Regions from separate parts of the Mus musculus genome. Here region 1 is linked to region 2. Evidence: chromatin contacts called from public HiChIP or PLAC-seq data. All regions are on one chromosome and are shown on one strand. Each heading gives the region's core, a stretch centred on a gene start, on an enhancer-like site or on the middle of the called end of the contact. The rest is flanking DNA. Distances are from core to core; before and after follow the strand shown.

The links. HiChIP or PLAC-seq counts read pairs in DNA pulled down with a chosen protein or histone mark.
Region 1: a FOXA1 HiChIP or PLAC-seq map of pancreatic cancer cells shows a contact between it and region 2. The contact joins two enhancer-like sites. A contact is called at or near these places in 1 of 39 promoter capture datasets (trophoblast stem cells), 1 of 15 datasets of contacts at CTCF or cohesin (embryonic stem cells), 6 of 484 Hi-C or Micro-C datasets (the G1E-ER4 cell line, embryonic stem cells, myocytes and 2 more), 2 of 115 datasets of contacts at active chromatin or transcription factors (extraembryonic endoderm stem cells and pancreatic cancer cells) and 2 of 9 other capture datasets (adipose tissue and liver).

What each region holds. Positions count from the first base shown.
Region 1 is chr15:78,956,486-78,962,432 of GRCm38.p6, reverse strand. Triobp (TRIO and F-actin binding protein) reads right to left here. Exons shown (of 25, transcript NM_001039156.1): 4 at 5,229-5,328; 5 at 4,061-4,206; 6 at 2,359-2,578; 7 at 1,328-1,484. Among named protein-coding and RNA genes, the nearest start is that of Triobp, 12 kb to the right of the region's middle. Within about 2 kb of position 2,137, at least 50 of the 459 cell types and tissues checked have an H3K27ac peak or open chromatin away from gene starts, as enhancers often do. A contact at or near this core is called in adipose tissue, myocytes and pancreatic cancer cells, where this site is marked.
Region 2 is chr15:78,831,399-78,837,951 of GRCm38.p6, reverse strand. No RefSeq gene overlaps it. Among named protein-coding and RNA genes, the nearest start is that of Cdc42ep1, 8.0 kb to the left of the region's middle. Within about 2 kb of position 4,946, at least 164 of the 459 cell types and tissues checked have an H3K27ac peak or open chromatin away from gene starts, as enhancers often do. A contact at or near this core is called in adipose tissue, myocytes and pancreatic cancer cells, where this site is marked.

The sequences.
Region 1 (5,947 bases), core at 888-3,387, 130 kb before region 2:
GCCTCCCGGCCCTGCTCTCCTTGGTCTAAATAGCCAAGGTACACAGCTGTCCTGTGCTAGGCCTGTACCCATGTCTTCCCTTATTCCTGTGTATTCTCTTGCTCTGCTCTGGGTCTCTACAGCTGGCTCCTGTCGGTTTGCTTTGCTGAATGGTGAGCTTTCTAGGGCAAGCGTCCATGCTAACTCCCCATGAGACCCCAGAGCATCAAGACCCCAACTTCATTCGTATATATTAATGAGACTTCTGCAGGGACCAGGAAAAGCCAGGACTGCCATCAGGAAAGGGGGTGGGAGGTAGCAGGCATCCTATCTCCAACTCCTGACCATACTGAGGAAAGATACCAGGGACAGAATATGGTGCCCACCACACTGGGCTCACATCCCAGCAAGATGCTGGCTAACCTCGCCAACCTCTATAGACTTGGCACAACAGAGGTCCCCACTCCCCTCTCTCAGAACAGCACCCCAACTGCCTCTGGGGACTCTTCCTCCTCCTAGCTCAGGCCATGAGGTTGTTTGTACAGGAGGCCAGACCTGGTCATTGAAATGACACACAGTGGTCCCTGTGCAAGCTCTTCCCGAGACTTTAACTGTAGTCACGAGAAAGACAAGCCCTTTTTCTGGGGGACACAGATTGGTCCGTCTGGTGGACATCATGCTATCATTTGGAGAAGGGTTTAGCAAAGAACAGAGCCACTTCAGCAGTATTGTCTGAACACTTGGGCCCGGCCATACCTGAAGTCCCACCTGATCGTTCTATTTATGGCAGGTATTCCATTTGTGTTCAGCCTGCTTCAGACTCTGAGAACTTAGAGGCTCCAATCTTTCTAGAGAGATCAGTATGGCACACCATAAAGGAATGTCTATTATTAAGAGTCAAGCCCTTGGCTGGGCGGTAATGGTGGCGCACACCTTTAACCCCAGCACTCAGGAGGCAGAGGCAGGTAGGATCTCTGAGAGTTCAAGGCCAGCCTGATCTACAGAGCGAGTTCCAGGACAGACAGGACAACACAAAGAAATCTTGTCTCACAAAAGAAAGAAAGAAAGAAAGAAAGAAAGAAAGAAAGAAAGAAAGAAAGAAACAAACAAACAAACAAACAAAAGATTTGAGCCCTCAAGGCTGGAGAGATGGCTCAGCTGTTAAGAGTACTGGTTGCTCTCCAGAGGACCTGGGTTCAATTCCAGCAACCACTTGTCAGTACATGAAGCCTAAACACCAATGCACATAAAATAAAAATAAATCAATTAAAAAAACGTGGTCCCTCCAAGGAAGACAGGGGCCCTTGGCCATCACCACTTCATGGTAATGAGACCAGGAAGGACTCACTCTCCTTCCTCTGGCCTGCTGTGTCTCCTCGGGCTGGGGACCTGGTGGCCTTTCGAGCACTGTCAGCTCTCAGTCCCTCCTGAGGCCTCCTTGGGATCATCTCTGTGAGTCTGTTCCTGCTGGGGACCACCCCTGGTCTCTCAGTAGTGTCCCAATCCTGCTAAAGAGAAAAGAGTTTGTTGGCGAGGAGAAGAGGGCCCCTGGGTCTGTTCTCCCAGCACGAAGGGCAGAATAACAGGATTCTAAGGGCACCTGCTGCCTATGTGAGGCTCTCAGCCACAGTGGATCATCGGTCAGGCTTGAGGAAACACAGCCATTAAAGCCAAAAGCTGGACCAAAGTCACACAGATGGGAGAAATAGGTTCACATCCCAGGCACACCGCTTCCCAGCTGTGTGATCTCAGGTGAAGTGCTTCCAGTCTCTGGGCCTCAGATCCAAACAGGGCCACAGCAGTCTCTAGCTTAGAGGGTGCTGGAGAACCTTTCTTGGGCTCAGGTCCACTGAGACCTTTGCGTGGCACCTGCCACGTGTGTGAACAGGCTAGGCTGTTGCTTTTCTGTAGTTTCCCTTTTGGTGGGGTGGGGATGTCTCATGGGATGAATCTGAGTGTGCAGGCAAAGGGTCAACCCCTAGGCTCCTGTCTCCTGCCAGCCCCTGCCAGCTCCGAAGCCCAGTCCCTTCCCTCCACCTTTGGAAGTGGACACTAGGACTGGTTATGGACTCAGAAACACATGGCCAGGGCAGAGCTGGGGCCAGTCTCGTGCTTGCCCTGGACACCACGCCTACTTCTCAGTCCTGAGACCTGAGCCAGCTGGTGACTCAACCAAAGTCCCTATGCACTGAGCCCCACGCCCACCTCCTCCCTGAGCCAGCCCAGCAGCCCTGCCCTCCCAGCAGGGAAAGCAATGGCTAAGCTTAGCCTAGTGTTTCTGCTGTGAAAAGCTCAGCCTTCCTCAAGCTCCTCCTGTCACCAGGGCTGAGGACAGCAGGTGACCCTGTTCTTGTCCCCAGATGCCTGCCCTCAGCTCACCACAGAAGAGGAATTGCTGGTATCATGAGGGGTATTGCTGTCTTGGCTGGAGCTGGTGTTGGAGTTAGGGTCCTCGTCTTCGTCCTTGTTGTCGTTGTCGTCAGTGCAGCTGCTACGGGCCAGGCCCTCCAGATAGGGTATCCCCTCGGAGTCCTGGTGTCTGTTCTTTGGGGCAGCTGCAGGGCCCTCTGCAGGGAGAGCTGTTGTTGGGGACCAGACCCTGGAAGAGGAGAGAGATCAATGACTTTCCCTTCAAAAGGTAACAGAGTCAAGGACTGAGCCCCGCCCACCCGGGTACTACATGTGGGCGTGTTCACACCGAGCCAGGGTGGGAACTATGCTGCACCTGCTGAACAGAAGGTCAGTGCTGAGGGTGTCTGGGCTGGGCTGTATATCAGCCACCTCCTAGACCCATCGTCGCACCCTCCCATGGGACTGGGCAGCCGTGGGTACACCAAGCTTAGCTCCCAGGTGAAGGCAGTTAAGCAGCGTGAGGTGAAGCAAGCTCTGTGGGCAGGCGCTGTGGAAATAAGTGCGCCTTACAAAGTCCTGTGACCCTGGCTGAAGAGGCTTGCGGCTCACGGTATTCCCAAAGTGACCCACACTCAGGCCTATAAACTAGTAAGGAGGGCTGGAGAGGTGGCTCCGCTGTTGAAGGCTAAGCCCCCAATCCAAAATATAAAACAGGCAGGAGCGAGAACACGGTAAAGGGGGTCTACCCATAAGGGAAGAAGGGAACATTCTACGCACATTCATGTGTGACCCTCACGCCTAAACCACACGACACGGGGTTGCAAATCAAATGCTCTGACAAGTCCCCCATCAAAGATTCTACTAATGAATGTGTTCCCAGATTTCCTAAAATACATCGACTGCCAGAGCCACCCTTTTCTCTTAAAATAATGCCCACCTGAGGTGGAGGCTTGCTGTCACACATGAGGATTTGGTATGGTCTCTCTTCTTTTTAAGTTTTATATCCGATGTATGGGAAATCAAACCCGCCTGACATTGAGCTAAAGTCTCAGCCCCTCTTATTTTACAAACAGGAAAAGTAAGGCATAAAGAGATGCAATCTCAGACCAAAGGTCCCGCAGCCCATCACAGCAGATGTGAAGGCAGGATCCAGCTCTCTGGACCCTCGAGCCATGGCCTCTCAAAGTCTCATGATCCCAGTAGGGAACCTGGGGCTAGTTTAGGCCTGGAGGACCCAGTCAAGCAGGGGTGATAAGAGGTGCCCTTGCTAAGAGGACCATTCAGCCTTTTGGGAGGCAAACAGAGACAGAGTCTAGCTATGTAACCCAAGCTAGCCTTGAGCTCCAAATCCTCTCACCTCTGAGTGCTGGCATTATGTCCATCTACCACTGCACCCGGCACCTTCAATCATTTAAAGCCATATACAAGGACCAGGAGAAGTACATAGCTATTTCCTACCCCATGGAATTATGGGATGGGCAGAACCACCAAAAAAGACAGCCAGGGCCAGGGTCAGAGACCCAAGTAAAACAGGAACAGATCAGTGTGAGCTTTCCAGGGACCCCAGGAATCATGTCTAAAGCCCTTTGTGGGCTGACCACGTGAACCATGCCAGCTCCTGTAGATGGACACTGTCATCAAGAAGAGATGCACAGTGGGGGATGGGTGGGCATTCCTCCCCCCAAACCCACCCTGGGAGCCCATTCCTGAAGCCTGGGGCTCTACCCACCTCTGAGGCTCCTGCCCAAGGCCGAGACCAAGGCTGTGCACAGACTGGCCGACACAGGTGGTGGTGCGGAGTGGGTTCTGCAGGGCCGGTGGGCAGCGAGGCAGGTCGCAGTAGGGTGCCTCAGCACTGGAAGGGCTGTGAGGCTCCTGGGCCCGAGTTGGAGAGAGGAGACAGCTCAGTCCCACGTGGGACTCCCCCTCCCCCTCACCCAGACAGCCCCTCCCAGCTCAGACTGGCGGATGTCTCCAGAAGTCACCTCCTGGGATCTCCCTGCTCAAGGAGACCTACCATCCCATCAGCTGGAGGTGCCCTGGGGACCCAGGTCAGAGCAAGTGGGCAAGCAAGCAAGTGGAGTACATATACATATATGTACACATACATGCACAGGTCTAGGAACAGGTACATCTGTTTATAAATACCTGTTGTTTGGGGCACCCATGCATACGTCATAGTTGAGTGATATGTGCCCAATTGCATGTGTGCAGATCTGTCAGCTACACTAATGCATATATGTATGCAAGATCATGTAGACGAATATCTATGTGTGCATTCCTGAGAACTGGAACTTAGAGGCCCCAGGACACTCTTGCATCCAGAAGACAAGAGGGAAAGAGGGGATTGGCCTGAGGAAGTCTGAAGGTAGAGGGGCTAGGGAGATCCAGAAGAAATGAAGGGCTCTCTTCCTCTACAGGAGAGGCAAAGTCAAAAACAGAGGGTCACAAGCCCTTGGCACTGCTAACAGCAGGACCCCGCCTGGAAAGACTGGTACTGGTCTCAGCCAAGAGGAATGGCTGCTCCCCTCCAAGAAGGCCCCCCTATTTCCTCCACCTCCCAGAACGGCAGGGCCCTCCCCTGGTGGTGGGAGACAAGGCCATGGCACCTTGTGCCCCGCCTCCTCTCAGGTTACCTGGGCAGCGGGCTCCGGCAGTGGCAGCTGGCGGCTGTCAGCACCCTCTTTCCCGGGGGGCTCCAACTCAGGCCCCCACGCTGCCACCCTCCCAGGCCCCGACTCTGGGCCGCGGTGGCTGCAGTGTTCCAGGCAGCAGAAACCTTAGAGGGGCCAGCCTCGGGAGCAGGGCCCCTCATTACTGTTTCATAAGCCAGGGCCCAGCCAAGAACAATGCGGGACATGAAACCGAAGGAACCCGATCCGATCCGGTCGGCTCACCTGAGAGCAGGCCTGGTGGGAGTCTCCCTGGGGACCCTGGAGTCTGGCGACTGGGGCAGAGGCTGTAGCCCAGGCAGTGCCCTGGGTGGGCAGCAGTGCTCTAGGATTCAAGAAAGTCACCATGAGCAAGGCCAGCCTGCGCTAAGGAAGGGCTAGGGTCGGCAGCTATATCCAGGCCAAAGAACAACCCTCCTCCAGCATTCAGTTTCACACCTGCCCCACAGCCAGAATCTGATCAGAGCCAGGCAGCAGGAGGTGTCAGATCTACAGCCCGGCCTGGCGCCTTGGCCACCCAGGGGACAGCACAGCATGAAGGACAGCAGAGAGTAGACTTGCTCCTAACTTGTGCACTTCCCAAGGCTCCACCCAGCATGAACCTGGGGGTGAGGGGTGGGGGGTGGGGGGTGGCTGACATGGCACCTGGGTCTTGCTTTCATCCTTAGTCTCCACCCCTCCCCCATTCACAAGAACATGTCCAGTTGTCTGTCAGTCCACAGCTCTGATTTCCTGCCTAGTCAGCGCCACCGTCTCTGGCTATAGACAGACCCAGGTCCTACCCCATCTGGGTGATCTCACTTGGTGGCATCCCCTCTCTGGGCCTTCTTATCTATGGGAAGGAGGCAGAGGTGTGATCAAGACCTTGGGGAGGTGACTTGTCCTCAATTACTTCATCTATAAAATTGTCCTGATAACCACAGCCACCCCCTAGGGGACATGAG
Region 2 (6,553 bases), core at 3,697-6,196:
TATTTATTTATTAGTTTTTTTAACTCTTATGTAGGGTTATTGGTCCTGGGACTATGTCTGGGCAGGTTACAGTCAGAGAAAACTCTGGTGGAGCTCCATAGAAGCAAATTGGTCATCCGACCTGGGTATGGGGCCAAAGACTAATCAAACCATCTAGTAGCTGGTTCTCTGACAGGGAATCGAACCCCAGGATGGGCATGTGGCTTGCTGTGATCCTATAGAGGTTAGTAGTCTGTGTTGTGGCTGCAGCAACCTCCTTTCGAATCCAAGTTACAGAACCATATGATGTGTTTATAAAAAGATAAAGAGAGGGGGGATATGTTTTGGTGAATGTGTGGTGAGGTATGGGGGAGGGGGTGCCTTGGTGGGCCCATGCTGAGGCATCCCTTCCCGCTAAAGAACCAGAAGAACCAGCACCACCCACCGCGGTTTATTCAGGGCATGGGAGGGGAGTCAAGAGGGTAGGAGATGAGAGAGAGAGAGAGAAAGACAGAGACAGAGAGACAGAGAGAGAAGAAGAAGAAAAAGAAGAAGAAGAAGAAGAAGAAGAAGAAGAAGAAGAGGAGGAGGAGGAGGAGGAGGAGGAGGAGGAGGAGGAGGAGGAGGAGGAGGAGGAGGAGGGGAGGAGGAGGAGGAGGAGGAGGAGGAGGAGGAGGAGGAGGAGGGGAGAGACCAGCCATGAAAGAGGGGGAAGGGAATGGGGAGAGGGGTGAAGGGGCAAGGGGACAGGAAGGCAAGAGTAAGAGAGACAACTGTGGGGCGGAGCTTAGACAAAATGCTAACACTTTAAATTTTTTTCATCTTATGTCTATGTATGCTTTGCCTCCATGATCATCTGTGCACCATCTGTGTGCCTGGGACCTGTCAGGTCCATGGGGGCGTCGGATCCCTTGGAACTGGAGTTGCAGATGGTTGTGAGCCACCATGAGGTGCTGGGAATCAAACCTGGGTCCTCTGGAAGAGCAGCCGGTGCTCTTAGCTGCTGAGTCATCTCTCCAGCCCCTGGCCTGGATGGAACACATTTCTTTCTTTCTTTCTTTCTTTCTTTCTTTCTTTCTTTCTTTCTTTCTTTCTTTCTTTCTTCCTTCCTTCCTTCCTTCCTTCCTTCCTGGATGCTTCCTGGAAGAGGAAGAGACTTTAGGATACAGTTCCCAGAGGCTGTGCAAACTGGAAGGCTTGAAAGCCAGGCTGAGTACACCATGCATAGGGGTGGCATGTGTGCACATACGTGTGGCATGTGTGTATGAGGCCGTAGCCACGAGGAGGACTGGAACCTCAGAGTTGGGCCTGGCCTAAGGGCCTGGTGACCACAGATGAGTGCCAGCCTATCTGTCCCTGCTACTTCTCAAGCCTGGGTGTGAAGGATTTCTTGAAAGCCACTAGGCCAAGACAGGAGCTAATCCGAAGGGTTTCTTGGCATGAGCTGGAGGCCCACAGAGCACAGCTCAGAGACAGCTGGCCAGCCGGAAACGCCTCTGGAATTCCAGGCTCTGGGAAAAGGGCGAGAGCTCGGGTGACTTTTTCTCCTGAGGATCCTTCTGGGCGGCTCAGCTCTGGCTCCTAACTCCCTGGTCCACAGGGAAATGGAGGTGGGGAAAGACCTCCCCCACCTCATTGCCACTCTTGTCTCCAGGAGAGCAAGACACTGGGCGGTGTGTGGGGGTGGGGAGCACAGGAAGGATGTGGGGCTGGTTCCTTGGCCCCACCCTGAGGAGGACAGATAGATGGATGGACATGGGGACATGGGGGGTGGGGTGCTGAGGCACTTGCAGTTGCAGATGGTGGCGAGGACATCAGAAAGGGTCAGGCCCAGGTGACCCATTGTCCCCTGGGTGATGGGACTGAATTCTTCCAAGCTGGCCAGGCCCAGGATGGAAGGGTGGGGAGGGGTCCACATCCAGGAGACCTTTGTTCTTCACTTGAGGGGGGTGGGTGAGAGGGGAGGGGCTGGGGGGGACAGGAAACACGTTAAGAGTAGAACAAACAATAGCCTATTCTCCATGGTCCAGCCTGGCTGGAGAGATAGGCCCTTGGGCTGTGGGCCAGGCTTGGGCCAGAATCATCACCATCACTGCCCCCCCAGGCCCCCTGACCGCCCCCCTGCCACCCCAGCCTGGCCCCAAGATGAGCAAGTGTGCAGCAGGCTTCTCCTTCCTCACCCTCCCTGTGGGCTGTTGCCCAGGGGACTGACAGGTTCAGGGCCAGAACTCAGCAGCACACCTGGCACAGCCCCCAGTTCAGCCAGTGACACCCCTGTCCTCGTCCCCCACCCCCACCAGGCTTGCTGGCTCCTAGCTTCCTGCTCAGATGGCTAGGCTGGGGATGAGAGGAAGATGGTCAGAGGCCCAGCCGGACCCTGCTGCATGGCGCTGCCTGGCAGGCTGGCTGAATTCTTTCTTTCCCATCCTCACGGCCCATTGTCCAGCGAGGACACAGGGCCAAGGGGATGGGGCCACTTCCTCCGCGGCTTCACATAACTGGGCAGTGTGGACATCGCCCTGGGAAATTGGTCTGTGGCCTCTCACAGCACATGAAAAGCTCCAAGCTCACTGCTGCTCTCTCTAATCCTCAAGTGTCAGAAAGACTCCCACATGTGTTAGCCACATCCTCCTGCAACACTGAGTGTGTCTGACAGTCCCGCTGTCACACATCCTTTGAGTGGCAGGGAGCTCACCGCTTATCTGAGAGGGCAACTCCACCAGGCAAGATGTCTCCCTGCAACAGCAGAATTCAGCCCCACCCCTCTGTCTTCTGCTCATTGTCCCTCCCTCCCACCTCAGCTGCCACACACAGAGAAAGGGCCCTAAAGTTCCCCCTGTCAAGTGTTAGAAGGCCTGGCTCCAGCTAGTCCCAACTGGGATTCTTGGGCAAGCTTCTCACCCTCCCTTGCCTCAGTTTATCTGTCTGTAAAATGGGAAGAGTAATGCATACCATCAAAGTGGCAACCTGAGGAAGCTGTTTTACAAACACAGGCTGGGGGTGTGCATCATAGGAATCACAGCTCCCCCCACCCCCCGCAACCCCTCTCCCTGGCTGGCTTACAGTTCTGTCATGGACTTCATGTCACATCACAACAGACTCATTAAGCACCAGGTCAGGAGAGGGCAAGGGAGCAAAGCCATTGCCTTTGAACTCAGGAATTTACACTCCCATCTGTCAGAGGGGGACGCGCAGCTTCTATTTTATATGTAGAGAACCCTTTGTAAGGTCATAAGGACCTGAGGAGGATGTCTCTCTCACCGGTGAGGAGAACAGCCCAGAAGAGTTGCTGTGACTTGCCTGAGGTCCCACAGCAAGGCTCTGCTGGGAATGGAGTTGGTTATCAGCAGGCCCTGGAGGGGTTAAGCGCTTTGGCTTGAGCCCAGGGCGGGTGGGGGTGGGGGGGGGGGTTGGGGACTCTTAAGGGGAGGGAGGGTGGGAGCAGGCAGTTCTTCCTCCTGGGTCTCTAATGCAGCCCTGGTGGGCAGTGTGAACTGCAGCCACAGCCTTGTGTTGACTCAGCGAGGTCTCCTGCCAAGGCTTGCTGACCAGAGGAGCCCCCGGGGGAGGCTCAGGCCACATTCTTTGCCTGCTGGAGACTAGGGTGGGGGAAGTGGCTGGTACATCCTGGTGGAGCCTGTGTGCTGGAGAGGAGAGGAGATGCTGGGGTGAAGGGTGGGACGAGGCGGGAAATGCTTTTCAGGGAAGCCAAGGCTAGGTACCTGAGGGGCTATCACAGAGTGAGTGGGCTGGCCTGGCCTGGATGGATTAGTCAGGGGCTGGTTGCTCCCAAGACTGAGGCTGAGCTTGGCAATGAAGAGAGTAGATCTGGTTAGGCCACCATCACTGTTTGGCCCCTCCTGCCTCAGTTTCCCCACTTAGCAAATGAGCACGTGGTAATAAGCTCCCTACCTCACTCACTTCAGGGAGGATCAAAGGCATGAACAAGTTGGGTCAGAGTGAGCCCCCTGGGCAGATCATGGGATCACCACACACTGGCCATCTGGCCAGCAAAAGAAGGGACACAGGGGTAGCCCAGAGAGTGTACATGGGTCTGTGTGACACTCAGCCTGCTCAGGCTTCTCTTCAACCATAACAACAGCTCCTTCTACCTCCTCAGTTTAGGCCATACCCATGCCCTTCTTCTCAGGACCTTTGCTCCGCCTCCTCAGCTTAGGCCACACCCATGTTCTTCTGGCTCAGGGCCTTTGCTCCGCCTCCTCAGCTTAGGCCACGCCCATATCTTTCTGTCTCAGGGCCTTTGCACTGCCATTCATTCTTCCTGCTTACATTGCTCCTTGCCAACACCAGGAAGGCCATCAGCTCACTCAGAACCCTGTGAGACACTGGAGCTCAAGTGACCTCCCTCCATGACCCACCAGCCACCTCTCACTTATGCCTTGCTCTGTCCTTAGTAAACTACACCATCTCCCTCCAGCCCCATGAGGGAAGGGTCTGTGACTATCTTGTTCTTGCAGAGGTTCAGTGATTTCCCCAACACCAAACAGATGGGGAAAGATGGAGCTGGGGCCGGGCTGGACTTCTTGGATCCTAGTCAGACTATCCTTCTAGAACTGTACCACCACCACCACCACCACCACCACCACCAAAAAGCCATCTCCTCTGTAGGCCCCTCTGCTCCCCGGAAAAGAGGGTATGTGTGAGTGCTGTCTCCCCCACACGACTGACATGTGCCCCCTTTCTTCTCTCAGTAGATGCAGGGTCCCAGTTTGTTGGGTTGGATATGGAGAGACAGTAACTCATACTGCAACAGAGTGTGCCACTGGGTTCGATGCATAGCCCAGTTACCACCCTGGTGGGCCCCAGTTCCTCCACGAAGGACAAGCGCTAGTGCCTCGGGCCTGCAGCCTGGGCATTCCAGGGCTTCCTCGGCAGCCCAGCCGGCCAGCTGGCCTCGAAGTCCTCCCAGAATTGCCCAGCAGCTGCAGGGTGGCCGGATGCCCCGCCCGGCGCCTCTGGGCCCAAGCCCAGGCCACAGGCTCGCTGTGGCTGGCATTGCTCCTTCGGCTCAGGCACTAACACCACAGGGATTTTAAAAATAAAGGGCCTTGAGACGGTGGCCTGGCTCAGGCTGCCGGAGCTGGGGCGGGGCCAGACGGGGACAATGGGGGGATGCTGAGCCTTGGGACTGGCCACCAGGGCTGCCAGGCCAGGGTGGCCCAGAGTCCCCCTCTACAGTGGTATTGCTCTTCTATGGGGAAATGTGGGGGCAGGCTCTGGGCTCCTTACCAAGCTCTACTGAATACCTACTACGTGCAGGGCTGCTCTGGATCTTTCGGGGTCTGGCTCTCCTCAGCTGTCACCCTCCCCCGCATGCCCCCCCCCCCAGACCATTTCAGTCTCCCTCTCTCCTCTAGCCCAGCGGACAGGAAACAGAGCCGAAGAGGTCAAGAGTCCGGGGCCTTCAGAGCCCAGTGTCCATGCAGCATGGAGCTGTCTGGGGGGGGGGTGCTTCCTGTTTACAAGACTCCCAAGGACCTTCAGGGGTGGTGCTTAAGACAGGCCTGGGGGGAGCCCCTCCGCTCTGACTGCCAGGGAGGGGCCTCCAGCACATCAGCCAGCTGGGCTCGGACCATACTCCCGTACCCCCGTATAGTAGGGAAGTGAGGAGCCTTTGGAACGGTGGCCGGCTGGAGGGGTTGAGTGGGAAAGCATCGGAGGTAACATCTGGGGTAACATCTGGGGCCCCAGGCTGGTAGGTAGGGCTCTCCAAGTATTCTCCCTCACAGTTCTTTACGGGCCAGCTGAGAGAACCAGGAAGAAGGATGGATACTTTCTGCCTTCAGAGGCTACAGAGTCAGGTGAGGCTGGGCCAGCTCTATGTCCCCAGGAGTTGGGAACCAGTACTTTCATTCCCAGGGTGGCTGAAGGCCAGTTCCTGGCTAGCTCAGACTGCCTCACCTTCTTCAAGGCTTCCATACTCATCCTCACAGCAGGATAAGCTTTCTATGGCCCAGGAATGGCTGGACCACAGCAGCCAGATACACTTCATAGCGTGAACAATTCGTCCACCTCCCCTGCAGGTTGTCCCAGTCAGCTCTCCCTGCGGTTACCCAACAGGTATTGATCCAGGGCCCGAGGGTTCATGACCTGGTGAGAAAAGAGCAGCTGTCACCGCCCAAGATTTGCTGTCACTATGCCTCACCTAACTGGGAAAAAAAGTCAGTGCTCCCCCACATCCCCCTCCCGTTTATTTCAGTTCCTTTCCACCGTCCCCTAGCTCAGAGTACCCAGAGACCAGCCCTTAGAGCACACCTTTGCAGGCCTTTGAAGCCATCATGTTGGAAGGAGTGGGTTACAGTAGCAGGAGGCAATCACAGAGGGCTTCTCACAAGAGACAGCAACTTCTCACCACACATTCCTGAGATGGCGCCACAGCCTGGCCAAAGGGAATGACATTTCTAGAGAAATTTAGCAGTGTGATGGGGGTTGCACAGGCTCAGGAGAAGGAAAAAGGTGGGGGAGGGGGATGGTGCAGGGGTTGAAGTCCTCTACCTTGGGGCTTCCAGTGCTGTAGAATGCCCTCTTTGGCCCCTCAGGAATGCAGTGCGGA